Linked DNA regions of Mus musculus: all the other regions are linked to region 1. The links are chromatin contacts, called in public promoter capture Hi-C maps. All regions are on one chromosome and are shown on one strand. The core of a region is the stretch at or near the end of the contact, and the rest is flanking DNA. Distances in the headings are between cores, read along the strand shown. Region 1 holds the start of Slc24a1 (solute carrier family 24 (sodium/potassium/calcium exchanger), member 1). Region 2 overlaps Megf11 (multiple EGF-like-domains 11). Region 3 holds the start of Rab11a (RAB11A, member RAS oncogene family).

The links. Promoter capture Hi-C pulls out the DNA fragments that hold promoters and counts their contacts. Capture Hi-C pulls out chosen DNA fragments and counts their contacts.
Region 2: a promoter capture Hi-C map of the HPC-7 cell line shows a contact between it and region 1. The contact joins the enhancer-like site here to the promoter of Slc24a1 in region 1. A contact is called at or near these places in 10 of 39 promoter capture datasets (the C10 cell line, the HPC-7 cell line, cranial neural crest and 5 more), 3 of 15 datasets of contacts at CTCF or cohesin (the NIH/3T3 cell line, embryonic stem cells and large pre-B cells), 4 of 484 Hi-C or Micro-C datasets (the N1E-115 cell line, bone marrow-derived macrophages, growing oocytes and 1 more), 7 of 115 datasets of contacts at active chromatin or transcription factors (embryonic stem cells, large pre-B cells, oligodendrocyte precursor cells and 1 more) and 3 of 9 other capture datasets (adipose tissue, embryonic stem cells and liver).
Region 3: a contact with region 1 is called in a promoter capture Hi-C map of pancreatic islet. The contact joins the promoter of Rab11a here to the promoter of Slc24a1 in region 1. A contact is called at or near these places in 16 of 39 promoter capture datasets (the C10 cell line, the HPC-7 cell line, cranial neural crest and 10 more), 2 of 15 datasets of contacts at CTCF or cohesin (large pre-B cells and pro-B cells), 9 of 484 Hi-C or Micro-C datasets (CD8 T cells, the G1E-ER4 cell line, the N1E-115 cell line and 4 more), 29 of 115 datasets of contacts at active chromatin or transcription factors (the 230-238 cell line, the HPC-7 cell line, the SCID.adh cell line and 20 more) and 5 of 9 other capture datasets (adipose tissue, embryonic stem cells, liver and 2 more).

The regions. Positions count from the first base shown.
Region 1 is chr9:64,949,528-64,953,401 of GRCm38.p6, forward strand. Slc24a1 (solute carrier family 24 (sodium/potassium/calcium exchanger), member 1) reads right to left here and starts at 2,093. Exons shown (of 10, transcript NM_144813.2): 1 at 1,951-2,093; 2 at 1-226. The coding sequence starts at 96.
Region 2 is chr9:64,702,816-64,706,689 of GRCm38.p6, forward strand. Megf11 (multiple EGF-like-domains 11) reads left to right here. Exons shown (of 25, transcript NM_001134399.1): 24 at 2,912-3,118; 25 at 3,712-3,874. The coding sequence ends at 3,869. Among named protein-coding and RNA genes, the nearest start is that of Gm36311, 19 kb to the left of the region's middle. Within about 2 kb of position 1,871, at least 145 of the 459 cell types and tissues checked have an H3K27ac peak or open chromatin away from gene starts, as enhancers often do. A contact at or near this core is called in the HPC-7 cell line, adipose tissue, bone marrow-derived macrophages and 1 more, where this site is marked.
Region 3 is chr9:64,735,680-64,739,553 of GRCm38.p6, forward strand. It overlaps Rab11a (RAB11A, member RAS oncogene family), which reads right to left and starts at 2,077. Exons shown (of 5, transcript NM_017382.5): 1 at 1,905-2,077. The coding sequence starts at 1,944. It overlaps n-TQctg9 (a tRNA gene), which reads left to right and starts at 2,367; the gene lies at 2,367-2,438.

The DNA of each region.
Region 1 (3,874 bases), core at 843-3,342:
CAACATTCCCAAGAGGAAAAGAAGGCGACTCCAATGAAGCCTCTTTGGTCGGAGTAACCGCCTCTCCTGTGTCCCCATCCTGATCAGTTTCCCCATGATGGCCGGTTAGGTCTGGTTACAGTTGGCCTCTCATCCTGTCCAGGGAGAGGCAGAGGCTGCTCTGGGATTCATGTTAGTAATCAGGAAAGGTTTCTCCATGAAGCCCAGCCTGGGGGTATCCCCAAACCTAGAGGGAAAGAGGAATTATTTGCCTTCTTCTGAGATCTAGGATTCTCTTATCTAGAATGGTAGAGTGATGGGACTCCCAGGAACACAAAGCATCAGTCAGGTCTGAGACCTTGTTCTGAAGAAGCTAACCACGCCTTCCCTCCACTCCAGGGTGCAATGCCTGCTCTCAGGAGACTATTCTGTGGACATGCCAGCAGTCCAAGTTTCTGAGTGAGTCCTGGAGGCTTTGTGGATTCTCCAAGTCTTTCCTGGTTCTCCCTGCAGCCCTCAGGCCCAAGCCAAGGTTGCTGGGAGCTCAGTAATCCATACCTTAGGTCCAGGTCACAAATCTCAGCTTCTCAAAGGCAACAAGGAGCTGGAGAGGCATGTTTTTAAAGTATAGATAGCAAGAGAAAGCAGTGGATGGTGTCTCTGAGGACATTAGCTAAGTGAGACTCTGCCTGCTCATGTGAGCTAGTTTTTGCTGTTGGAAGCTGGGGTTTGTTTTAGACTCTTTTGAAATTCTTGTCCTGTCTCATCCAGAGAGGACACAGGACTTCTTATTGAATGGTATGGGTCGGTAGAAGGAAAATGAGAAATGGAGCCAAAGGCCAGGACTCTCAGCTCTACTGCCTACCAGCTGTGTCGTCCGAGCAGGCTAACCTTACTGCCTCCACCATGGCATGGGTGTTGTTGGTTATGCAAAACCAAACTCTGGAAGGATGTCTGGGGCAGGGAAACTGAGGAGCACTGGTCAGGGAGGCTTCATTTTCACTGTACATTTGACTAGATTGTTTTACCATGTGTATGCTGTAATAATCTAAATGTAAATTTCGAGGCAGGGTTTCAGGTAGCACAGGCTGGCTTTGAACACAGTGTGCAGGCAAGGATGACCTAGAACCTTTCATCCTCCTGCCTTCATCTCCCAAGTGTTGGGATAAGCTCGTGCCACCATGTCGACTTTGTGCAATGTCTGGGAATTGAACCCAGAATTTTGTGTATGCTGGGTGAGCACTGTACCAATTAGACTATATCCCAGCACATTTAAATTTGATTTATTTGTATGAATATTACCCATATAAGTAGTAATGACATTGAGTTACAAGAATTCTGAAAGACTAAACACACATAAAGTCAATGAAAAAGCATTAGACAGACTCAGAGTCACTGGGATTTAGTTTTATAGATGCGGGAGGAAAGACCCTCAAAGAACCCTTGTTTTATAAAGAGCCTTGAGGCCCAGATTTGGCAAATATCCATTAAATCTCCATATCTAAAGATATTATACAACAATTATTTAAAGATGCCTGGCTTTTCATAGGATAGTCATATCTCAGGAACGGGCCGAGTAACACATAGATCTCTCCAGTAACTCCCGGGAGAGGCACGGAGTCCCTGAGAGGAGAACAGGTGTGCTTCCTTTAACTTCACACAGCTCCAAGGGATCCAGACACGAGCCTCCAGCGAGTCTCCCAGGCTTTCTGTAAACCACACTAACTGGGAGCGCCAATGTGCCGGCCTAGAATATCAGAGCAGAATCATCAAAGGAGTGGGAATAAGTGAGCTTCCTCCTTTGCCCTTGGTTACCCTGGCCTCTCCCATCTTCTCCCAGCACCCTGCCCCTGGTGGAATGCAGCCCACGTGCACCTCCTACAGGAATTCTAGAGGGTCTCTCTCCTTCCCCTGCGAGAGGGGAGGAGAGCTGAGCCTGGCTGAACCATCCTGCCTAAACACATCATTTACCTTCAGACCTTGACATCTGGGTCTTCCAAGTTCGGGAAACTTGTCAGAATCCGGGGTCTCGAAGAGTAGGTGTGAAGTGGAACCACAAGGAACACCCCATTCTCCTCCTGCCGGCTCCCTTAGGAATCCTAATTCAAGGGTATGAAGGGCATGTCAGGGGACGCAGATCCAATCCTGCCTAATACCCGCCTCCTCTAAGAAGCTTACGGGGCATTGTACAAGTTCTGGGCCCCATAACAAACCCGAGGGGGTAGACTTTTCACCAGGGACACAGAATAGACCACCTCCACCAGAGTCAGTGGGGGAACTTCTCAAATTTGCAACTAAGCTATAGGAATTGTAGGCCATTTAGGGCTTCCATGCTTAGACGGGAGGAAAGACATAGACAGAAGCAGAAAGCTCTGAGAAACCAAGAGAAAGTACGTGGGGCTTAAGCGATCAAAAGACATCAGCACCAGGCTCCACTAGCTACCGTGGGAGTCTAACCATAAGTGTAAATGTGGAGACAGTAACACCCGTTCCACCTAGATGTAGGGTGAGTATGAAAATCAAGTTGAAACTGAGGGCCCGGGAGGAAAATATTCAGCAAATGTGAAAGCATTTTGGAATGTGTTTTATTAAGCCAAAAGAAAACCCTTAGGGAATCACGCTGGGACATCACAAGATACTGAAGATGCTGGCTCCTGAGCCTCTCGAAGCTCTAGCCTTGTTAGCATTTTGTCTAAGCTCCGCCCCACAGTTACCTGGCAACAGCCAGGTATGCCTGACTCACTATAAAAGGAGCTGCTTGCCCCCTCTGCTCTCTCTTGCTCTTGCCTCCCTGCTCACGCTCTGTCCCCCTCTCCCCCCTCTCCACCCCACGTGCTCATGGCTGGTCTCTACTTATCTATTCATCTTCTCTCTTCCTTTCCCTCTCCCTTTCCCTTCCCCCTCCCTTTCTCCACCTCTACTACCTTCTTAATCCCCCTCCCCATGCCCTGAATAAACTCTATTCTGTTACTAAACCAATGCCGTGTGGCTGGTCCCTACCAAGGCACCCCCTTCCCTCACACCTGACTACGCCTCCACTAAATATATTCCCTCCTCTCTTTATCTTTTTATAAATACATCACTGATCACTGTGGCAGTTTGGGTCCTGTGCCCTGCAGCTATGTCAAGCACTAGACAGAGTCAGATGAATCTGAGACACTGAGAGAACAGGTGTGTGCCTGCTCCTCTAACTCTGTCTAGTGCTTACAAGCTGCCTGCCCCTCCTTTCCTTGTATCCCACATGTACATGAGTGGCTGCTGCTTTAATCTGACATAGCAGGTAATCTCTCCCAGCCTCGAGTCTGCCCCATGTCATCCCGAGTATCCTAGAAAAAGGACAGGTAATTTGCTTCCTCTGCCAAACCCTGCAGGGGCACCATAGCTGGTGGAAGAGCGAGATAGACCTCTGTCCCGCAGTGACACCCGGTTTTGCTTTTATGCTGTCTCCAGCAGAACCAGGTTCATTTTCTTTTCCTTTCTTCAACATTCTGTCTGGCCCCCAGAGACGGAGAAGGGAACAACACAACTGACAATGCGAGTTCTCTTTATTTCTGTTTTAAAGTGTTATTTACGTAGTGCAGAGCATTCAGAGAAGAAGAAAGATCCCTTTCTCTCGTATCCTTAATAATGTTAACCACCTCTTGCTAGTATCTAACCTACATTTTACTTGATAGAAATGACTCTAGTTCCTTTGTCCTTTCCTCATGAAATTGAAGCACCAGTGGAATGTAGGAGAGTTTGCAGTTCGCCTAGGAATGCAAGCATCGTGTGCAGTAGTCCTGAGAGCCCGGACTGACTTCTCTGAGCAGAGATATAAGTAAGTAGCACTCTGGTCTGTAGGAGGAGGGAGATATTGACACTACCGGGTTGACAGGGTTGTCCTGAGAATTAAGCA
Region 2 (3,874 bases), core at 621-3,120, 250 kb before region 1:
ACTTAATGCCTGGGTTTCCACATACATTTGAATAAATTGGGGCTTAAAAAAGATAGCAAGCCTCAATAGGTTCAGAACATCCATAGAGCAACTTTGGGAAGTCATTTCCTCTCTAGTCTTGTGCTTCCTCAAAAACTAAAGATGTTCATTTCAGAAACCCATTCTGACTGTGATAATATGCATGACTACGTATGGTCCAGAGGAGGAAATAAGGAGAGTAAATGCAGGGGCACTTGGAGCACTGCAGGCTTCCCCTTTCTTTGCACAGTGCCCAGACAGGAAGGCACTGGAGTGGGCGTGTCTGTGAAAGGATGAGGAAGTATTCTAGCCCAGCTGGTTATTTTTCCCCACACCCTGCCCTCATAGCAGGCAGGTGGATGACTCAACCAGAGAAAAGCTTGGCTTCCTGAAGCTGAGTTTCCCAGCTTGCCTTGCCCCATCTCCTCCAGTTCTCAGGAAAGATGGGATAATCCAGCAACCACCACTCTCCATGGAGTTTTCCATCCTGTCTTGGCCTGCAAACCTTGAGAAGACCCTTGGCCCTGAGCACAGTTCCCTACTCCAGCTCCCATTTAGCTCAGGAAAAGGAATACACAAAAATGGATACAGGCTAACATTTAAAAGTTATTCAAATATATGGAGAATCCCACTGTTTCCCTTTCCAGTGAAAATACAGCTGGGTGAGGCTCTAAGGCTCTAAGTCAGTCAGTCATTAAGCTGGAAGCATAGCCTTTCCTCTCAGCAGGCCTTGGTATTGCTAAGAAGGATAAACTGAAGCAGCCATAAAGAGCTTAGGTAACTAGATCTCCTAGGGGGGGTGGGGGGAATCTTGATTTTCAGATAAGATAGTGGTTGAGTCCTAAGCACTGAGCATTAGACTAACAAATAGCTTTGGTTTCCTCATTTCTAGACAGTAATAGCAGTCCTGTCCTACCCAGGGCCTCACCCCCAGCTTCCCAAAGTACTAAGTTTCTTTCTGTTTGGTTTGAGACAATGTCTCTCACTATAAATAAAGTCCTGGCTAGCCTGGCTGTGATCCTAGCTGGCCTTAAACTAAGATATTTGCTAGCCTTTGCCTACCAAATTATGCCTCCCAAATCACACCCAGCACCTATGCTTCAAATAACCTAACTGGAATGAAGGTCACTCATTCCAGTGCTACACAAAATAAGCTATCCCTCAATTCCACAAGGTATGCAATCAAGCCTTGAGCCTCTCTCACTGCCTGATGAGTTTAGATCAACCATACTGGAACTGACTGGGAGGCTCTCAGGCTTATATCACTCCCCTGTACTAAGGAAGAACTGAGAGGCAAACTAAGGTAGATGGTTTGAGGCAAGTCACAATGCAGGACCCAGGGCACCTTCTTCTATGTAGGCAGGCATCTACCAGCAGAAGTAGAACCTATTTACCTACCTTTCAGTCCTAGCTAGAACTGGCTGAGAATGTTTGTTATCTAGCAAGAATGCTTTTTCCTGAGTCAGGTGCTACAAAGGTCAGCCTTATACCAACCAGACTGAAGCCAACCTCTCTTCCAACATGTTAGCTCAACTGGGACGATACTTTGTTACTGAGAGGCAGTGGGACCCTGAGGAGTTTACTTTCCCACTCTAAGTTTCAATTTCTTCATAAGCACTGAGTAGGGAGAAAGGGGAAAGTGACTGATCTACCTGTGCCACAGCTTTCTGAACTCGCAGAAAACAGTTGAATGCACTTCTACACAAAACCAAGGAGCTGTTGCCTGCTCGAACAGGAGCTCCCTACTTTTCAGAACTGCTCTTCATCTGGCCTGCTGTAGAACAGACACTCGGGGTGGCACACATCACAGTTACTTCAGCCAATTGCACAGCCAGTTCCCCTTGCGTCATATGACTTTCACTGTTTAACATTCACAGTAAAGTCACAAGGTGGGGCTGGGAGCTTAGTAACAATAGCATGAAGTGTAAACTGTGGTGGTTGTCTAGAAGATTCCCTAAGAATTTCACCAACTGACTTTCACAGACATTTAGAGGTGAGAGGGCTCTTAGGTCACACTTGACTGTCAAGCTCCAGCCATTCAGGTTATTTCCAGACACCTTGCCTCACAGCTAAGGGTCACAACTGTTAGATTCATTTATTGTTTTTTCCAGTCAAGTCCTAGAATTCGTAGACAAATCATTACCCTCAAAGGGAAGGAGAGTAGCAATTGAAGGAGGGACTCCCTTCTTCTCTGTGACTCCAAGTCACTAAGGGACCATCACTTCATCTCATGTTGACATCACTCTGCACTCACTGGACTGGGTGAGATGAGCTGAGACAAAACTACATTTCAAGGGCCAACCTGAGACTGGGACTTTTTACAGCTGTTACTTCAGTTAGCCCACTGGAAGCATGAGCTCCTGGAAGGCAGGGATGCTGCTATTTGCTTAAGGCTGCTAAACTGTTGACATTCACACTGAAAGACATAGACGCTGCTGCTTCTGAATCAAAGCCTCTAGTCGCCAGGACTTGGAAGAATGATAGTACAGAAAATATGGGGCAAAGACGTCCCAGAGCATAGATTTAAGTTTTGGCTCTGCAGTGCTTAGCACCCTAGCCAAGTTACTGTACCTGTCTGGGCTTCCACCCCCTATGAGGCCAGAGAGCATTTGTATAAGTCAGTGATACATGTAAAAATACACTGTGAATATCCTGAGCTATTATCTAATGACAATAACCAGCCATTTTCTTGTCCTCCAAAAACATGTTTTTTGAGAAAAGAATGCCTGAAAAAGCATACCTTAAGATATTTAATAAGATTTAATCTTTTAGTATGACTGTCTTCTCCAGCCCCAGGATCCTGAAAGCACACAAAGTTAACTGATGTCTATTTCTGGTATTTAAATGAATCCTATGTCCTTGCTTGTCCTAAGAAATCTCTCTTGCCTTGCAGATTACATGAAAGAATCTGTGTGCAGTTCTAGCACTTGCTCCTTGAACAGCAGTGAAAACCCTTACGCCACAATTAAGGACCCACCCATCCTCACCTGCAAGCTTCCAGAAAGCAGTTATGTAGAAATGAAGTCACCTGTGCACTTGGGGTCTCCGTACACAGATGTGCCATCCTTGTCGACATCTAATAAAAATATATATGAAGTTGGTAGGTGTCTCACATAACTTAGCAAAACCAGGGCAACAGTGCAGCATCTCAAGTGAAAACAAGCCCTCCTCCACACACTCTATCTCCATACCACATCCTTCTGTTTGGTTGCATTTGAAGGAACCTGAGGAGAAACTTTGTCTCAGGGTTGCCCTTCCCTCTAATGCAGGAAACCAGAATCTTGTGCCACCTTGCTTACAAATCACAACTGATAAAAGTAGAAACTGTGAGGGTGGAGAGCCAGTATACAACACTTCGACTACTGTTAATACAAATCCAAAGCGGAAAACGAAAACAATCAGAATGGCCGTTTACAAGTTTCTAAATCACTTCTTAAACCTCCCCCAGTAAGACCCACACCTCTAGGATGTCTTGAATCTCTTGTTGTTGAGCAAACTAGGATTCTGGCAGTACACTGTCTTAGGTTTTTCCCTCTCTTAAGCAAGCCTCCATCCTAATCCTCCTGGATTTGTCAGATGTATACATATACCCACAGTTTTTCTCCCCAACAAGTTAAATAGAACTTTCTTCCCTCCCACCAAGGCAACAATGCTAATCTATTCTCTGAACTCATTTTTCACTATATTCCTTAGAGCCCACAGTCAGTGTGGTCCAAGAAGGCCGAGGTCATAACTCCAGCTATATCCAGAATCCATACGACCTACCTAAGAACAGCCATATTCCTGGTCACTATGACCTCCTCCCAGTAAGACAGAGCCCTGCCCATGGGCCCTTCCAGGAAAAGCAGTAAGAGGG
Region 3 (3,874 bases), core at 827-3,326, 210 kb before region 1:
GATAAATTAACATTCTTAGAAAAAATAAAGTTTTCTATAACCAACATTCACATTCCAAACCAAATAAGAGAAATAACTTCAAAAGGTACCACCATTACAAAGTACTTAAAAATAAAACTCCCTTGATTGACTAAACCTTAGGATTTAGGTAATTTCAAATAATCTCAAATGCCTTAAATAAACATCCTAGGTCTCCTATTTGTTTTTATTTTTTTTTAATTTTATCTTATTTTATTTTATTTTTTGAGACAGGGACTCACTATGTAACCTGGTTATCCTGGAACTCACTCTGTAGACCAGGCTGGACTGGAACTGCCTGCCTCTTCCTCCCAAATGCCGGGATTTTAAAAGCCTATACCGCCAAGGCCTGCTTTCCTAGTAGTATTTTTAAGGTTTGGTGCCTTCTTATCTATACATTACTTTCCAATATGGTAGTAAGGGTAACACTGAAGGTACTTACTCTATAAATAGAATATTCGGAGTAACTTTTGATAAGGGTGTACTAGCAGCTAATATGTCAAGACTTGTAAAGAATTTGGAAATGTTTCCTGCTTCTTCACTTAGTCCAATCACTCTTAGCACCCAATGGCAAAGCCAGGAACACTCACCATGCTTAACACTCTTGAAACTCCACCCTCCCCAGAAAAGCTTTAAAAGCAAGGGCTTCTTCCTCACTGGCAATGATCTTTGTTCAACAAATTACTGATGGCTGCCCTTCTAATTCAGGAGCAGAGCAAGGCTACGAAAGTGAGAGCGCATTCATGAACAAAAAAAGCGTTCACTGTACTCTCTCGTCACTGAGAACTGTATCCTTTCACTTCAGCTTCTTCGCGGACTCAACCCATAAGCAAGTCTCTATTTACATTCTTCCCTGTTCTGTCCACCGGCTCCACATTTCCCCCCATCCTGTAATAAATTCTTGATTTCACTAAAAGGGCACGCTAGCACTATAACCCTCTCTCACTGTTTGGGAAAGGTATGTGACCAACCAGGGTTCTTCCCTTCCTGTCGGATCCTCCCAGTATTGCAGCAGGAAGCAACCAGTCCACAGTGATAAGCTCGCTAGTATTTGTGCAGCGCACAACCTTTCCTGTTCGGGAACTGGGCCTTCAGGTCTGGCAGGGATAACAGCCACCACCCATCCGCAGCCCCTTCTCGAAAGCCAAGTAAAAGGAGTTATCCCGGTCTGGTTGTAGCTAGGCAGGGACAGAGATGAAAAGGGGGGGAAAAAAAAAAAAAAAGAAAAACGCGAGGTGGGAAGTCATCTGCTTGCCTGGACACTGCGACAAGTGCATGAACGCCAGGAGTGATGGACAGCCCCTCTTGCCCTCCCCTTCTCTCCCTCCCACCAGCCAGGTCGCTCCGGAGTGCTAAACATTAGTTGCCCGTCTGTGGGGAGGGAGGGGACAGTCCGCGGGTACTGACCTCGAGGTCTGCGGGGATGGGGGTGGGGGCCCGGGGACGGGCGAATCTGGCCGAAGCCCAGGAAAAGGCTCACGAGGAGGGAAGGGAAGAAAAGGGAAACGAACAGAAAAGAGAAAAAGCAACACCCCCGCCCCCCGAGCCAGTGGGTGTCCCGATATGGGTGCTCAGCCCAGGCAGGGGCCTGTCAGAGGGGGGACGTGAGACGAGCAGCAGCATCCAAGAGGAGGGGCTCGAGACGCCCAGGGAAGGAACTGCACGGCCGTGAGGGACGCAGCCATCGGGGAGGACATACAGAGAGGGGCGCCGCGGCTCGTCAGGCCTCCCAAGGGCGCGGGAACCCGGACGAGCGGCGGGACCCCCGACGGGGCGGCAGGAAGGAAGCGCCGAGGCGGACTCCGACCAGGGCAGGGCTGGCCCTGCGCGGGTCCCCCGGGAGTGTCTCGGGCCCCAAATGGGCTCTCGCTGGCCCACGGCCTCACCTTTAAAGAGGTAGTCGTACTCGTCGTCGCGGGTGCCCATGGCGCGGCCGAGGAGCTGAGGGGCGGGAGCGGCGGTGGCAACGGCGGCGGGACCAGGGGGCGTCGCTGCAGGGGTAACCCGAGCGAGCGAGGAGCTTCAGCTGCCGGACCCGGTGACGAGCCCCGCCCTGTATGCGTCACTTCCGGAAGGCCCCAGCCCCTCGCAGAAAGTACTTCCGGAGAGATGGCACCCCGCCCATAAGCTAGGCAGGGTGGAATGCGCAGGAGTGGACACCACATTCTCACCCGGCTTTGGGAAGGCATACAGGAAAAACAATCCTAAAATGGTCCTTGGAGCCTTTGGCTTGTTCTTCTCCCCAATCATTCAGAGAAGCGAAGTGTAAATCTTTTAGTATCTGGCTTCCGGTTGGGGGCGGAGTTTTGTCAGCATTAGAGACCCGAAGGCACTGCTGCCTCCGTGCTGGTTCCATGGTGTAATGGTTAGCACTCTGGACTCTGAATCCAGCGATCCGAGTTCAAATCTCGGTGGAACCTGCTCCCTTTTCTTCATACTTTTAACTCATATTGATTGTATTCTTTAGCTCATATTGAATAATAGAATAACCTTGTTATATCTGCTCTTGGATTGAACCACAGGTAGCCTTTACCTATGAAGACTACACTAATCAATCTTGTCAATTCAGTAGTATCTGATCTTCATGGAGACCTATTGAACTCTTTGGTTTTTCTTAGCCTTGGAGAAAGTTTGTTACTTGATTCCTTTTGCTGGAATTTTATACCCTCAGCTTCAGTTAAGGATAGGCACTCCTCACCCACTCAATCTCTCCACAAATCTATTGCACTATCTCCAGATGTCATTAAGAGAACTTCGCCCACCCTTTCTCATAAAGATTCAAGATCTTGAGTCCTATTTTCTGGCCTTCGAGCTAAGCCCGATTAAATAAATTTTAACACAAGAAGAATGGCAATTCCCATGTTAGCAAATATCAGTGTTAAGACTCAAGAAATTTGCCACAGCATCTCCTAATAATTTTGTTCTTGTTGTTTGAGGTGGTTTCACTCCCCCTCTGTACCCCAGAATATAGCTCAGGCTGGCCCTGCTGTCCTCCTCTGCCCCTTCCCACCTCCACCTCCGTCCACACAGAGGCATAGTCATCTAATAATTCCTGGGAAACAGATGTTTGTCATTCAGCCTACAGATGGAATTCAAATTGCTAATCAACTGACCTTAAGCAGAGATGTTATTTTTTTATTATCTGAATAAGCTCAGGGTTGTCCTTAAGGTCTTTCCAAAGTTGGAAGGAGGATTGTCAGCAGGGACGAGATGTTCTTCCAGACAGCCACCAGCAAGTCTGAGGAGTTCCCTTATCTATTAGGGACCTGGATTCGGAGAAAAACTGATTCTTGACTTTGCTGCAGCAAAACATTTCAGGATGAACCAATATGTGAGACAATCAGACTTTATTAGAAGAGATTTTTAATATAGATTCTAAGCTATATACTTAAGAGGAAGTGAGGGTCTCAGAAAGAAAGGTGTGGCCAAGAACATGTCTGGGAGTGCCTCAGAGAGGACTAGAGTTTCTGAGGAATCCAAGATCACAGGGCGGCTCCTACTTGGTGAGTAGAAACTTAACTGATGGGGTAACATCCAAGGTCACAAAGAAAGGTTGCAGGGGAACCTGGGGTGTTTTTCCTGTAAGCAAAGCTCTAGCCTTGTTTATGAGATGGGGAAAAGGGTGGCCACACTTAACCATCAAGGCTTCGTCCTTAAGGATAGTTCATTGCTGTTTTAACACTCTCTCTGATACATGTCATGTTTTAAAGGCTGTCACTAGGCCAGGTGTGGTTACACATGCTTTAAATCCTACTTGGGAGGAAGAGGTAAATGCCTCTGTGAGTTCAAGGCCAGCCAGGGTTACAAAACAGGAAAAACATAGCACAAGAAAGGCCATCCCTACAGCTGGGGATGG